Regions from separate parts of the Mus musculus genome. Here regions 1 and 3 are each linked to region 2. Evidence: chromatin contacts called from public promoter capture Hi-C data. All regions are on one chromosome and are shown on one strand. Each heading gives the region's core, a stretch centred on a gene start, on an enhancer-like site or on the middle of the called end of the contact. The rest is flanking DNA. Distances are from core to core; before and after follow the strand shown. Region 1 holds the start of Ing2 (inhibitor of growth family, member 2). Region 2 holds the start of Vps37a (vacuolar protein sorting 37A). Region 3 holds the start of Ankrd37 (ankyrin repeat domain 37).

The links. Promoter capture Hi-C pulls out the DNA fragments that hold promoters and counts their contacts.
Region 1: a contact with region 2 is called in a promoter capture Hi-C map of pre-B cells, with 3 times the contacts expected there. The contact joins the promoter of Ing2 here to the promoter of Vps37a in region 2. A contact is called at or near these places in 2 of 39 promoter capture datasets (liver and pre-B cells) and 1 of 484 Hi-C or Micro-C datasets (CD8 T cells).
Region 3: a promoter capture Hi-C map of pre-B cells shows a contact between it and region 2, with 2.7 times the contacts expected there. The contact joins the promoter of Ankrd37 here to the promoter of Vps37a in region 2. A contact is called at or near these places in 3 of 39 promoter capture datasets (cranial neural crest, liver and pre-B cells).

What each region holds. Positions count from the first base shown.
Region 1 is chr8:47,672,982-47,677,962 of GRCm38.p6, reverse strand. It overlaps Ing2 (inhibitor of growth family, member 2), which reads left to right and starts at 2,804. Exons shown (of 2, transcript NM_023503.3): 1 at 2,804-3,457. The coding sequence starts at 3,283. It overlaps AA386476 (expressed sequence AA386476), which reads right to left and starts at 2,572. Exons shown (of 1, transcript NR_166692.1): 1 at 1-2,572.
Region 2 is chr8:40,509,481-40,513,762 of GRCm38.p6, reverse strand. It overlaps Vps37a (vacuolar protein sorting 37A), which reads right to left and starts at 1,980. Exons shown (of 12, transcript NM_033560.3): 1 at 1,530-1,980. The coding sequence starts at 1,654. Cnot7 (CCR4-NOT transcription complex, subunit 7) reads left to right here and starts at 2,009. Exons shown (of 7, transcript NM_011135.5): 1 at 2,009-2,223; 2 at 3,537-3,748. The coding sequence starts at 3,632.
Region 3 is chr8:45,998,352-46,003,136 of GRCm38.p6, reverse strand. Ankrd37 (ankyrin repeat domain 37) reads left to right here and starts at 3,287. Exons shown (of 5, transcript NM_001039562.1): 1 at 3,287-3,520; 2 at 3,734-3,886; 3 at 4,649-4,740. The coding sequence starts at 3,494.

The sequences.
Region 1 (4,981 bases), core at 1,555-4,054, 7.2 Mb before region 2:
TGCAATTCTAGGTCCACAGGATTTGACACCCTTTTCAGTGCAAAAGATACAAGATCCTTGAGCACCAGGCATGTACATGGTACACAGCCACCAATCAAAGAAAAGAAAAAAGGGAAAAAAATGAAATATTAAACAGAAGAAAAGATTTTCTAATGTAATCAGCTTAATTCAGGCAGAAACTGTTTTCCCTCAGTTCCTGCTAGTTTGCTTTTAATCAGTTGAGACTGTTTCTCTCATCTCATACCATATTAACTATGGACATAAACATTTTAGTATAAAAGAAATAGGCTTGAGGACATTTCCCATTAGGCACCTAATAAAAGGCACATAATAGACTTAGTCCAGTAATTTGAAGCCAATTGCACACTATTGGGGGGGGGGCATCAGCTACTTATCTTTTTCCAGGTCAGTTTAAGAGCAGGACAAAATACTAAAGAACAACCCTGCCCATCCCACCCCAGAATAGCATCAATTTCTAGAGTGTAGAGTGGGAGATTTTTAAATTTTGCGTTCAGGAGTTAGGAGACCCACTCTGAAGAGGCCATATGAGTAGCTACTTTAAGAGAAGGACACTGATAAATAGCTTGGGTCAAGAGCTGGAATTGCAAGGACTAAAGAATGCAATGCCTACTTCCCATCCTCGAGTAAACATTTTCCCCACACAGGCTGCTTCCAGAAGGATGCCAGAATTAGATTAACCTGTATGAATAAATGCAGCAAGAAAAGCACACCTGCACTAATCCATACACATTATCATGTTTTAAGTTCACAAAGTTTCTATCAGTGCCAGTGGAAAACAGGGATCTGGAGTTCTTTCTCGTCCTTCAGTCTGTCAGAATTATTTGAGGTACCAAGAATGCTTTCCAAAATCCTTCCTTGCTTCTCAACTTGTTTTTTTTTTTTTTTTGCTCTTGGTAAGTCACAACCAGTCAGCCTGCAGCTCAGTAAAGCAGGCTGTATAAAATCCATGGGCCCATACAGTGTCTAACTCCAATCAGTAAGAAACAGGGCAGCTTGCAGTAATTCCACCTTTTAGCTAGAATTGGCTGAACCAAGTTTGTGAGTAAATACAAAAATTAATTCAGGTTTTAAAAAAAGGGAACAAGCTGGGCAGTGGTGGCACACGCCTTTAACTCAGCACTTGGGGGGCAGAGGCAGAAGGATTTCTGAGTTTGAGGCCAGTCTGGTCTAGAGAGTGAGCTCCAGGACAGCCAGGGCTACACAGAGAAACCCTGTCTCGAAATCAAAACCAAACCAAACCAAACCAAACCAAAAACAAAATAACAACAAAATCAAGTCAATAACCTTAACAATGGTTATTTTCAACAAGACCTGGCTCTTTAATATTAAATAATGGAAAGAAAATTCGTCCCACGTTCTCAGAAATTCAATAAATACTGTGCTTGCCTCGGTTGGCTTAATACTCCACTGATCAAAATCTCAGCGTTAAAGTACATTAACACATTAGTTCCCAGGCCTTCCAATATAGCCCTTGTCCTCAGGACGCCGAATTCCGCGTTGTGTTTTGTCGAAATCCAAATTTTCATCTAGACCAGGACCTAGGTTTCCCTTGGCATCCCAACAGCTGCTTAATATACCCCACTGTATGAAAGTGTGCTGAACAGGCCGGGCAACAGGTATAGCGCTGCAAACCGGGCAAGAGCACCCAAACTTAGCACTCTGGCGTTTTCTCTCTTCTCATTCAAAGACGCCGCTCCCATTGGGCATCTCATCTGAATTAAGCGACTACTCTTTCTTATACCTATTTCGGTTGGGGGGGGGGGGGAGAACCAAAACCAAAACAGCTCACATATTTATATACATTCCGGAAGTCTATCCGTAATTACAGTGAGCTCCTCCTACCGGCATTTCACTGATGGTACTGGGGGAGTAAGGCGGATAATCCCTCACACGGAAAGCACCGCACTCGGTGGTTGATCCGATTTCTAATCCCATCTGCACTGATCCCCTGCTGGCTAGTGGTGAAGCCGAGTGAAAAGACAGTGAGGACTGTGTGTCCTCGCTGGCGGGTGATGCCTAGGCGATTCGACATCTGACAACAGTTTCCTTAAGATGGTTTGGGACTGGGGACCGGGGCGGCGTGCAGCCTTGCCACCTCCCTAAACCAAACTCTTAAGCGCGAGGAGGGGGAGCAGACCCTGAGAGCCACCCCGGCGCTGGGGGGTGGAGGGGCCGCACGCAAGGCGGGGAGTCCGCATTTAAAAGGGCAGAGGGCGCACCGCCTACCTCCGCGGTCCGCCCCGGTGCTCCGGGACCGTGGCCGCGGGGCGCTCGGCGGGAAGTCGCCGCGCATGCCCGGAGCCGCGCCCGCTGCACCCTGGGTCGCCTTAGTTCCCCCTCAGGCCTCACTCGGCCAGCGGCGCCCAGGGGCCGCTCGCTGCTGTCTTGGAGGCTCGCGAGGGAGGCGCTGGATCCGCCAGATGGAGGCAAGGTCGGTAACTCGGGGCCGAGCGAGCCGAGCCGGCGCTTCCTATCCCTGTAGGGGAACAGAAACGAAGAGAGCGGTCGCCCGGCCTCTCGGGGGCAACCGTCAGGACTTCGGTCGAAGGGGGCAGGCTCAGCCATGCGGTCCCTTTAAGAGGGGGCGGGGCGCGGCCTGCCGTTTGGCCGGCCTCCGCACCCTCCCCCCGCCCCCAGGCGAGAGCTGACAGACCAATCGCCCGGGTGGCGCAGGGAAGGCGGGAGAATGCGAACTCTTCGGTAGGACGATAGGGGCGGGGCCCCAGCCTTATTAGGAGTGAGTGCTGCGCAGGCGCAGATGCGGTCGCTGGCCAAGGGGCGGGGACTAGTCCTGTGAGACTCCGACAGGCACGGAGGCTGATAGAGAGGCGAGAGGGTAGCGAGGGGCTTGTCACGGGGATCCGGGCGACCGGGCAGCCCCGGTAGTGTCTGGGGAGTCCCCGGGGGGGACAGCCAGCGTCGCTGCCTGGGAGCCCCGGCGCCATCGGCCGCGGGGAACCCCGCTGCTCGCTCTCCTAGAGAGGGAGGGGGCCGGAGGGAGCCCCGGTCTCGCCCCGCCCCTGGGCTTGTTACCGCGGGGGCGGGGAGTAAGGGCTTCTTCTTGGGGGAGTGGAGATCGGGGGACTCGGCGGTGCCCTCTCGAGCGGCGGCCGTGTCCCCGCGGCGCCGGGCTGCCGAGCGGAGGAGCGGCGGTCGTGGCTGTTGCATGTGTGGCTGCTGGATGCGGAGGCGGCGGCGGCGGCGGCGGCGAGGAGCAGCAGCAGCGGCGGCGGCGGCGGTGGTGGTGGTGGCGGCGGCAGGATGTTAGGGCAGCAGCAGCAGCAGCAGCTGTACTCGTCGGCCGCGCTCCTGACCGGAGAGCGGAGCCGGCTGCTCTCCTGCTACGTGCAGGACTACCTGGAGTGTGTGGAGTCGCTGCCCCACGACATGCAGAGGAACGTGTCGGTGCTGCGGGAGCTGGACAACAAATACCAAGGTACTTTCCCTTCTTTCGGGTGACAGTGTGCGCCGAGTGCACCGAGCGATCTGGTGTGTGGGGCCGGGAAGCGGTTGTGTGTGTGTGTGTGTGTGTCTGGGTGGGGGGACGGCACAGCACACTCGCGGCCCTCCCTGTCCCGGCTGCGGCTGACGAGGACTTCCGAGGACCGCCCGTCCGTCAGCCCCCGTTGCAGCTCCGGCGGCTGGCTGCAGCTGCCGCGGACGGGAATCAGCCATTTTTAAGCGAGCATTTGTTCCGGTGCCTGCCGGTTGGGTGCCGCACACTGTCCTGCCCGGGGCTGGAGAGTGTGCAACGAGCAGGGTTGCGGGGCTGGACCGGGGTGCTGGGCCTGCTTAGCCCCTTGCCTGCTGGGGCTCCCTCCGTCTGCGAGCAGATGCATTGGAACGTATGGGGGGGAGGGGGCGAGAGGACGGCGGAGGTGGACTCGGGAGATGCCTCTCCCCCCACCCCCACCCCCCTCCAGCTCCCGGCGTGGCGCGGGACTGGGACGGTCTGTGCTTCCCTCTCGCCCCGGGGAAAGTTCCGGGCCGCCCGGTGTCTCACTCAGCCCTTCTTCGGCTACTGCCAAATGGTTAAAGGGGGAGGGGTTCCCCCGCAGGGCGAGACGGAGAAGGGGTGTGTGTGTTGTGTATGTGTGTGCGTCCGTGTGTGTGTGTGCGTGTGTGTGTGAGTGTGTGGCGGGGAGGGTCCGGCCTAGGGGCGGGGCCTGCAGGTGTGACGTCGTATGGGCGGGGCGCGCGCTCCCGCGGGAGTCGGCCACGGCGGGCTGCTCGGAAGGGTCCTGGGGTGGACTGAACCCATTGCTGGGCGGGACGGTCGGTGGGCCTGGGCGGAGTCAGTGTTGGGTGTTGGGAGAGATATTTCAAATCTCTCCCTAGCCCCCCCCCCCACCCCGGTTAGTGAATCAAGACGCGGACACCGCCGTGGGGGACTGTCTCTGACCCTGGCTCAGCGTAGGTTCCGGGCCATGTGTCACTTCCGGACTTCTGGAGGAAGTGGGTTCGTTGGCTGGGCAACCACCTGGCGTCTTTGCACCCTTGGGTTCCTCCTCCACCAAGTTTAAATGAGGAGAAAAGCTTTTTCTTGTCATCAAAGAAACTAGGACAGGGAATATCTTCAGGGATTGTCATACCTTTCTCCTGCTAGGACAGGAGAAATTTAAATGGGGATACGTTCAGCCTTTAGTAACCCCTAGTCAAGAAACTGTGTAGACCTAATATGGACCATAAAAACAACTTGGAGTCATTCTGTTTCCCCAGACCATCCCCAGTCCTGTAACTTAATCCTGTAATACACCCCATGGTGACTTAGCATGTAAGAGCACTTAGGTGTTTTCAATCGACAAACTTGTTTTCTAAGTCTCTCACTGTTTATAGTATAACAGTGTTTTCACCAGATTCAAAGACTTATGAGGTAAAAATCTACTTTTATAGACAAAATTTATAGGGATGGTATAATGAATTCAGTTAATTGGTGGAGAATATTTTATTTCAAAGCTGT
Region 2 (4,282 bases), core at 731-3,230:
AGAGCTACACAGAGAAACCCTGTTTAGAAAAACCAAAACCAAACAAGCAAGCACACCTCAAATCTAGGACTTGCTAGTTTCCTCCATTTCAGTCTACCACCATTAGATCGTGCCCTTTTGTCCTAACACTCTCCCACCCACTGCCTACTCCTAAGACAAAAAGGTTTCCCTGGGACTCGGGGTCTTCGTTTATGAAAGCTCCACACCACATAAAATTTGGCTTACACAAGTCTATTTTGTTCTCTCGTGTAGCCAACCCAAAGCTTTAAGAGCAGGCATGGATCATGACCTTACCATGAGTGGGGAAAAGCCATCACACCCGACAAAGTGGGACAACTTTATGAGTTGAATTTTCCACAGTGAAACCAACAATAAAGGATAGCTACTCTTTTCTACTTAAAAAGACAGTAAATGACTTTTTGAAACTTTCCTACAACCAAAAATGAAGTTGACAACCAAGAAACTCAGTTCAGTCAGCAACAGGCCTCATTCAAACTGATTTTGTAGTGAATTTTTCTTTAGACAATGTTTTTTTAGGTTATAGCTTACTTGCTTGGGAAGAAAATAGATGTGTAACACAAAAATAGCCCTTGATGGTGTGTTCAATAACTTGATGTTATTATCTCATGGATGTGTGAGTAGGTATGTATACATACATAATTATATTGTATAACATATTATAATGTGTATAATGTGACAAGGTTTTTGAAAGTCTAGAGTTTAATCATGTTGATCTCTAATATGCTTTATAAAATGTGCTGTGAAGCTGTTAGTTAATTGTAAAATCCATATATCGCAAAGCAGCTCTAATATTTGAAAGCCTGTAGCAGCCACGGACATATCTAATTTAAAAAAAAGACTGCAGCAAACAATTTTATATTTAAGAAAAAAAGTCGAAATAATCTGATTTCCTGTATTTCTAGTTTGACTACAATACAACAAGCAAACTCAAAAGACAACAGATAATGCAGATGGTTGTCTGGCAAGTCCTAAGTGTGGAGCCAAATAGAAGAAAGTGAGAAGTCTAAAGACTCTAACAATTACAAGACAGAAAGAGGTTATTGGAACAGGGTGAGCTTTAATTACAGACTCAAAAGGATTGTCACCAGGACAGAGTTAACTAAAAACACTGGCTTCCCTTTTCTTTGACGTTGCAACAGTTTAAATTTTCAGTTCATAAAACTGTTGGGAATTATCTTTCCAACTGTCTCTTAGCATGTTAACAATTCGAAGGCAATGCTACAATCAGGTAGATCAAAAGGAAAATTAGCGTGTGAGCTAGGGGTGCTGTATACAGATTAAAGAGAGATGACTCCGTTTGTCAGTGGAGATGAGCCAAGTCAAGAGAGGAGCTGAACAGCGGTGGGGCACCAGGGACACAAACTAGGGAAGCAAGCGCTTAACCCCACTGGAAGACCCATCAACAGGAGGCAGCTGATGGAGCGGCCTACGGATTCGCACACGGTGTGTTTGCAAGCAGCCCGCCCTCCCGTCCTACTTTACCCTGGGCCGAAGCCACCAGTCGTCACCTGGAATGGGAGTTCCGGAGTGACTCGATCAGCCGCTGCTTCTGCTGCTGGAGACTGGTGAGGCCGGCAGGGGACCCAGCCGCGGAGGATGACGCGCTCTTCGCCAGGGGAAAGAGCCAGCTCATCCTCCTCGGGTCCCCGGGCCCGAGGCCCTACAAGGTTCTGGCCTGCTGCTCCTCGCTTAGCCCAGTGCTTCCCGGGCGATCGAGCACGGCCCGGACGGGGTGCCCAGGGGCCGCGCCGTCTCCCACACGCCGCGCTCGTGAGTCCCTGGCCCCGGGGGTCCGAGCTACCACTGCGGGCGGCTGGAGAAGGGCGACTCGTCGGCTGGACGGAACCCCGGTGTGCTCCGGGCCACCACCACCCCGGGGTCAGTTAGCTAGGCCTGGTCGCCTTGCCGGCTCAGCTGCTCCAACGCCGGGGCGTTCGTCACCTGCCCGCCCCGCCTCCTGAGGGAGGGCCCCGCCCACCCGGCGCCCGGCGTCATCAGGCCGCGCCCTCGGCGGGACGTGCGAGGAGCGACGTCGCCGCGCTGGGCCGAGCGCCGCTCCAGCTCCCCTTTCCCCCTTTCGCAGGGCGAGAGGCGTCTATGGGGCTCCCGCCGCCGCCGCCGGTACCGCCACCGCCACCGCCGCCGCCGGGTGCTAGCTCTATGGCGAGGAGGAGGAGGAGGAGCGCGAGCTCAGAGACCCAAGTAGATCCGGCGGGGGCCCGGGCGTGCTGGGGCGCCTTGGGAAAAGGGGCTGGGAGTGGGGAGCCCGAGATTGGCGCGCGCGATGGCGCCCGCCTAAGCGTGGCTGTGTGGGACGGAACTGGCGGAGGCGGGGAGCCCGGGGGGACGGCGGTGCTAACGGGCGGGGGGCGGGTGGGGGCTGTCAGGGGCGCGGCGCGCAGTGATGACGCCACCGCTTTGTACCTGGGACTTCGTTGTGGGAAGGAAATTGCGAGTGGAGGGCGGTGGCCTACTTGGGGCCCCGGTGGCTTTCGTCCTCGGCAGTGGTTTTTGGGGGTAGTCGGTCTGGCTCTAGGCCATGCGAATAGGCACCCTGCTCCTGGCCGGCGGCCAGCCGAGCGACTTATCCTTGACATGAAGGCGGCCGTGCTCTCTCCACGTTGCTCGCCCACGGAGGACGCGCGACCTCAGGGATGAGAAGGCCTTGGCTGCCCCTTGGAGGGACCCCTGAGACCGCAGTAGAGAAGAGCGGGTGGAGGAAAGCAGGGTTAAAGTACAGTGTGTCGGTAGAGCGCGTGTAGGGACCGGTGTGAGGACGGAGGGGAGGAAGAAAGAAGGCGTGCCCTGCATCACCTTTTGTTTTCTCCAGCGTACATTTAGGAGTTTGGGACACCAGGCCACCCTCTTTTAACTCGCTGGTTTTGTCGGGGGTTATTGTGTGTTTGGTCCCTGTCCGTCTGATTAATTATCTTACCATTGTATACCGTGAACCTTGTGTGGATGGCAGAGACGTGAGGTCTCTCTTGGGTTGCCAGTTTTTGAAATTAGAAATTTTTAAATGTACACATTTCATTGCCTGCCTGCCTACCTGCTTGCTTGCTTTCTTTCTTTCTTTCTTTCTTTCTCCCTCCCGCTATATTTGTTTCTGAGATTGCCTAATGGCTTTTCAAAACATTTTTAAGAAAAATGTTTCCTCTGCTCTGCTTTGAATGAGTAAGATTTTTAAATGTTTTGTTAGAAGAATAAAAGCAAGCATTCTGTTATGAAACGTTTGATTTTGTTGATTTTTTTTTTTTTTTTTGGCTTGAAATGGTTCAAAGTTTTGTGTGGAGTGAATTGAACTCGGAGCAAATCTTAATTAGTGAAATTTATATTCAGTTGGGAAATCGGCGGTGTGGTGCTTTTATCCTCTAAATATTAGCTGTATACCTTGAGAAAAGGAACTGTCTAAAACTTGATTTTGTTATGAGTCATGAACTTTGTATAAATAAGGTTTATACCAGCCCAGTTTTATAATTCACATTCATGATATTGGTGTTTTTTTATTTCAACAGGTGCATAAGTAAAGGGTAAAGTATTTTTATGACACAAATCTTCAATCAAGTATAACATTTTGATGCTCCACATCTAGACTCCTTGTGCTGTCACTATGCCAGCAGCAACCGTAGATCATAGCCAAAGAATTTGTGAAGTTTGGGCTTGTAACCTGGATGAAGAGATGAAGAAAATCCGTCAAGTTATCCGAAAATATAATTATGTTGCTATGGTATGGACATGACTAAAGCTTTTTAAAATGCCTTTTGTAAGGGTGAAGTGGGAAGTGTGTGAGTGAATAAGTACGTGTGTGTGTGTGTGTGTGTGTGTGTGTGTGTGTGTGTGTGTGTGTGTGTGTGTGTTTGGGGGGAGGGGTGCACTGACACGGGTCTTTTGGTGGCCTGAGACTTCCTGATTAAGCTACATTGACTGGCCAGGAAGCCCCAGGGATCCACCTGCCTCTGCTTTCCAAACATGTAAATTGCCAGCACATGGGCCATGCACCTTTTAAGCATAGATTCTTGAGTTTGAACTCCTTCTGGTCCACATGCTTGCATGCCAAGTGCTTTTACCAGATGAACTGTCCCCCTAAGCCCTGGAGTGGGCTGTTAAAACCATCAGGTAAAGCTGGGCGTGGTGGTGCACGCCTTTAATCCCAGCACCTGGGAGGCTGAGGCAGGTGGATTTCTGAGTTCGAGGCCAGCCTGGTCTACAGAGTGAGTTCCAGGACAGCCAGGGCTATACAGAGAAACCCTGTCTCAAAAAA
Region 3 (4,785 bases), core at 2,038-4,537, 5.5 Mb before region 2:
AGAATGATGTTCCCTATTATTTGCTTATTTGTGTATACATGTTCATGTGGGTAGTTGCAAGTGTACATATGCGCATGTGAGTGGTTTGAATGACAATGGCCACATAGGCTCATATATTTGATTACTTGGTCCCCAGTTGGTTGGCCTCTCTCTCTCTCTCTCTTCCTCTTTCTCTCTCTCTTTCCTGAATAAAGATATACACTCACAGCTACTGCTCCAGAGCTATGCCTGTCTGCCTACTGCCATGCTTCCTGCTATGATGGTCATGGATTGTAACCCTCTGAAACTATAAGCCCCCAATAAACTTTTTCTTCTTTAAGTTGCCTTGGTCATGTTGTTGCTTCACAGCAATAGAAAAGTAGGACAGTGTGTATATGAAAGACAGAGGTCAGCTTTGGGTGTCTTCTTCAATTCTGTCTTATTTTTTCTTTATTCTTGAGAATTTCATCCATGCATTCAACGGAAGTGATCATATTCAACTTCTCCCTAACCTCCCTCACATGTCCCCTCCCAACATCATGTCATTGTCTTCTTCTAAATAATATACTAAATCCGATCAGTGTTATCTATGTATGCGTGGGCGTGGATCCATCTGCTGAATCACAGGAAACTTAATTAGGGGCCATACCATCAAAATTAAAAAAAAAAAAAAAGATTCCCTCTTCGGTATTTATAAACTGCTAATAGCTTGTCAACAAGGGGTGGGGCCTGAAGAGAACTCCCCCTCCCCAAGTTTATATTGGAATATTGCTTGGTTTGATCTAGTGCAGCTAAGTCCAGCAGATGTGAGCCCATGCGGTGATACCCAGACTCTGCTCAGAAGTCAGCATCGCACAGAACTCCTTGCCATCCTCCTGCTGATCCTATTTTCTAACACTTCTTTGCCACCATCCCCAGAGCCTCAGCGGAGGTGGTGGTAAGGAGTAGATGAAGAAGTCTTGTTATGGGTGAGTGAGCACTCTGTAAACTCCAAGACGACTTGGGTTATTACAGGAAAACCGCAATTAAAGAAGTCTCCGAAACAACGTAAGCTATTGCCATTGCCAAAGTACATGGTAAAACCCTCTTGCTGAAGACACCATACCCCATGGCTTTAGGGCAGAGAGACACCAATCTCAAAGCGACTGGGAAATTGCCTCCTGCTATCTAGTTTTCACAGAGCCAGAAGGTGCAGTGCAGTCTGTTGAGTGGGGAAAGACATGAGAGCTTTTACCTAGTGCTGGACTCCACATATGACAATACAAACCTGGCCAAGCAACAAGTGCCCACTACTGCAACAGGGGCACAACTGTCATGGGGTAACTGCTTTCTGATTGGACTTTAAGCTGGCTCCTCAGGAGAGAATATCATATTTGGTACTGTAATCCTGGTCGAGAGCCCATGGATGGGGAAGTCATAGATAGGTCTTAAGGTAGAAGTCACCATTGTTATTTTTCTAGATGGCTAGGTTTTCAAATAGCTGTGTGTGTGTGTGTGTGTGTGTGTGTGTGTGTGTGTGTGTGTGTCAGGATCAGACTGCAAGTCTCGGGGATTCTCCTATGTTCACCCCCTCCAGCTTTGGAATGACAGGTGCAGGTAGCTGTCCTTGTTTTGTTATTCATGTGGGAGCTGAAGACTGAACTCAGGTTAGTATGCAAATTACATTACAATCTTAGAAATGGTCAAATTATACACATCTGAGAGAACTGTATTAAAATCAGATTATCAGGTTTGATTTGCACCTGTTGTACACACCTATATAACTAGAGTTAAATACAATTTTTTTTTTTTCAGGCACTGAGGAGCCATGAGTGAAAAAAGTTTTAAGAAGCCCTGTTCTAGGGAACAGCCTAAGATTGTGGACCACCACAATGAGCAGTGTGCCTTATTAAAGAATTATATTGGTTAGTGAAAATTAATGGGTGAGAATTTTGTGACTTGTTGGGAAAACTGTGACTATGATAAACTTGCTGTTCTTTAAAACCATACTGGTTCAGATATCTTCTGTTACAACTATTGAAAAAGAATCCTCATTAAAACGGGAAGCCAAATATTTAAATAAAACTTCCTTAGGAGCTAAGATTTACAGGAAGAAGCACAACATAGACTATTTTAAGCGACACGGTCTTCTGTGTCAAGTAAACTCTACATGTTATTTGATGTCTAACCAGCTGTTAATAGTTTCTTACCTCTATGTTTCACCTGCTACCATTAACTTTAACTACAGTCAGAAGTCAACAGGGTTCATGAAAAGGAATTCAAACTTTGCAGTTATTACATTGTCATGAATTTTACCAGTAATGCCATGTTTGTTTTAAAATCTCACCCTAAATTATTGTTTCTTTTGGTCTGCTTCTCAGACTTTACTGACTTCAAGGCTTTGAGTAGTAGTATCCTGGGAAGAGTCCTTTTGTTCCTCAGGCTTATCTGATGCTCTAATTTGGGTTCTGGGTTTTGATGAAGCCCTTCTCATGTCCTAGCGCAGGGGTTCATGCTGTCAGCAGATCACATCACTAACATTAAATCACTTGGCTGCTTTCTTCACGGTAATCTTTTGTTCTTTCCTTTCCGTATTCTTATTATTCCTAATAACCGGAGTGAGGGCCATCCCCTTGGCAAACTCCTTGTATTTACTAGCTATTGCCGGAACCAGGACGGGTTTCGGACCCTCAGGGGACGTGTGACAATGGGTGGCTTATTTCACAGGAATTGCCACCTTGCTCACAAAGGCAACACTGACTGATAGGTAATTCACTGGGTTTGGGAGAGCATCTCCTATGGTAAACCCTCCGTCACAGTCTCATCGACATGCCCTCTAACGCCCCACCGCTGCATCCCCTTCCAAAGCATCCTGCGGCGCGCGCGGCGGCGGAGGACGTGGGGCAGGAGGAAGCACCTTCGGACCAAGCTGGAGGTGGAGGACGCGGGGCCTGCGGGGGTGGATGGGTGTGGGCTACTTCTGCTTCCCTCTTTTCCGGGCTACGTGCGTGCTCTCAGTCACAAAGCCATGCACCGGCGATTGCGGCTTCTCCAGAGGGCTAAAAGGGCTTGACTCCACCCAGCAGTACGTGCCTAGCTCGGCTCGCATCATGGCCGCCGCCAAAGCGCAAAGGCCAGGCCTTCCACCCTCTTCGCCCACCACCTTCACTGCGCACGCGTGCTGCGGCCGCCTGGGCTTCGCTCCCAACAGGGCGGACCCAGGGGGAGGTCGGCCTGGCCAATCAGCTGGCAGGCCGCGCAGCAGGCTCCGCCCCCTCCTCTTTTGCTTGGGGTTCCAGGCTGCACATGTCAGTGTTTGGGTACGTGAGGCCGCAGCGGGGCTGGGGACATCGCGCTGGGCAGAACCAGGCCGTGGGAACGCTCCCAGGCTGGGGAGCGGCGGGGAGGAGCCGCGGCCCTGCAGGTTCCCGAGAGCTTTAAATTCTCCCGAACTGGGGCAGTCCCTTGCATTCTTACCGGCCAGTGTTGCCTCTCTGAACTCCCGGGGACACTTGTCATCTGCTTTAGGTGGGCGATGCTGTTGCTTAGTTGCAACTTGGAGGTGAGACTCTCGCCCCTTTAAGTCCTGCAGGCTAGATCTCCCAGAGGTCTGTGTGTCTTAGGAGCTCTAACAAACGTGACAGTGACAAACTGCTGGGTTACCAAGTCAAACCTTGTCAGATCTTGTTTTCTTTTTTTTTCCGTGGAGGGGTGGATTTTCAGCTCAGAGGGCTCGAGCGGGACAGGACAGTGACAAGCTGTTCTTTTCCTGCAGGAGGATGACCTTAAGAGTTTGCTGGAGACAGGAGCATCAGTGAACGCACCTCCGGATCCCCAGGAGCAGTCGCCTGCTCACCTAGCTGCAGGTGGCGGCCTTGCGTGCTTTCTTCTCTGGCAGCTGCAAACAGGTGCTGACCTCAACCAACAGGTAACTAGGTAACCGATTGTTGCTATGTACAACCCTCTCCTCCACCCAGTGTCTGCACGGACATTTCCTAGATGTCCGTTTCAGTTGGTATAAACAGGCATATAGGAATTTCCAGGAGAAAAATACATACTGCAAGATGGTAACTTGGAACTTTTTAGTATCCACATTAATAAAACAAAAACAAGCCATGGGATTTCTTTTAATAATCTAATCCCAAATACTCTTTCAGTATGTAATTATATCAGCAATGATTTATGTGTATTTTATTTTGCTCTTGTACCACGGTTCCCAATTCAGTGTGTATTTTACTTTTATGGCATAGCTCAGTGAAGTCGAACCACATTTCAAATATATATATATAGCATGTATTTACTGTACTTTTAAAAGTACTTGCTATTGTCCAAGTTCCAGTCAACCAGGAAATAGTATGTGGGAAACATGCCCACCATCAATTCTTCCAGTAGTCTTCATCTTCATTAGAGTGTGACGAAGTTTTTAATTGTAAACCTTTGGCTTCTATAGAACTCTATAGTGTGCTGGCATTCCCTTAATTTTTTAATGTGTGCAAATATGATGGCATGTTTTTATTAATGGAAACTTTGTATTAGCACAGCAAGAGAACTTCATGAAAAATACAATTAGTGGAATAATCCAGTTGTTACAAGGTAGTTTTCACTGGCTCCCTCAAATAGCTGGTATTACTTTGCCCACTGGCTTCTACAGAATGTTAGGGAGACCCTAATGTGCAGTCTTGTCTTACAGGATGTCTTGGGAGAAACTCCACTCCACAAGGCAGCAAAGGTTGGAAGCCTGGACTGCCTGAGCCTCCTTGTGGCCAGTGATGTCCAGATTGGGTGAGTCTGAAATCAGTGGTCTGAGGCTTTGTGGTTTCTTGGATT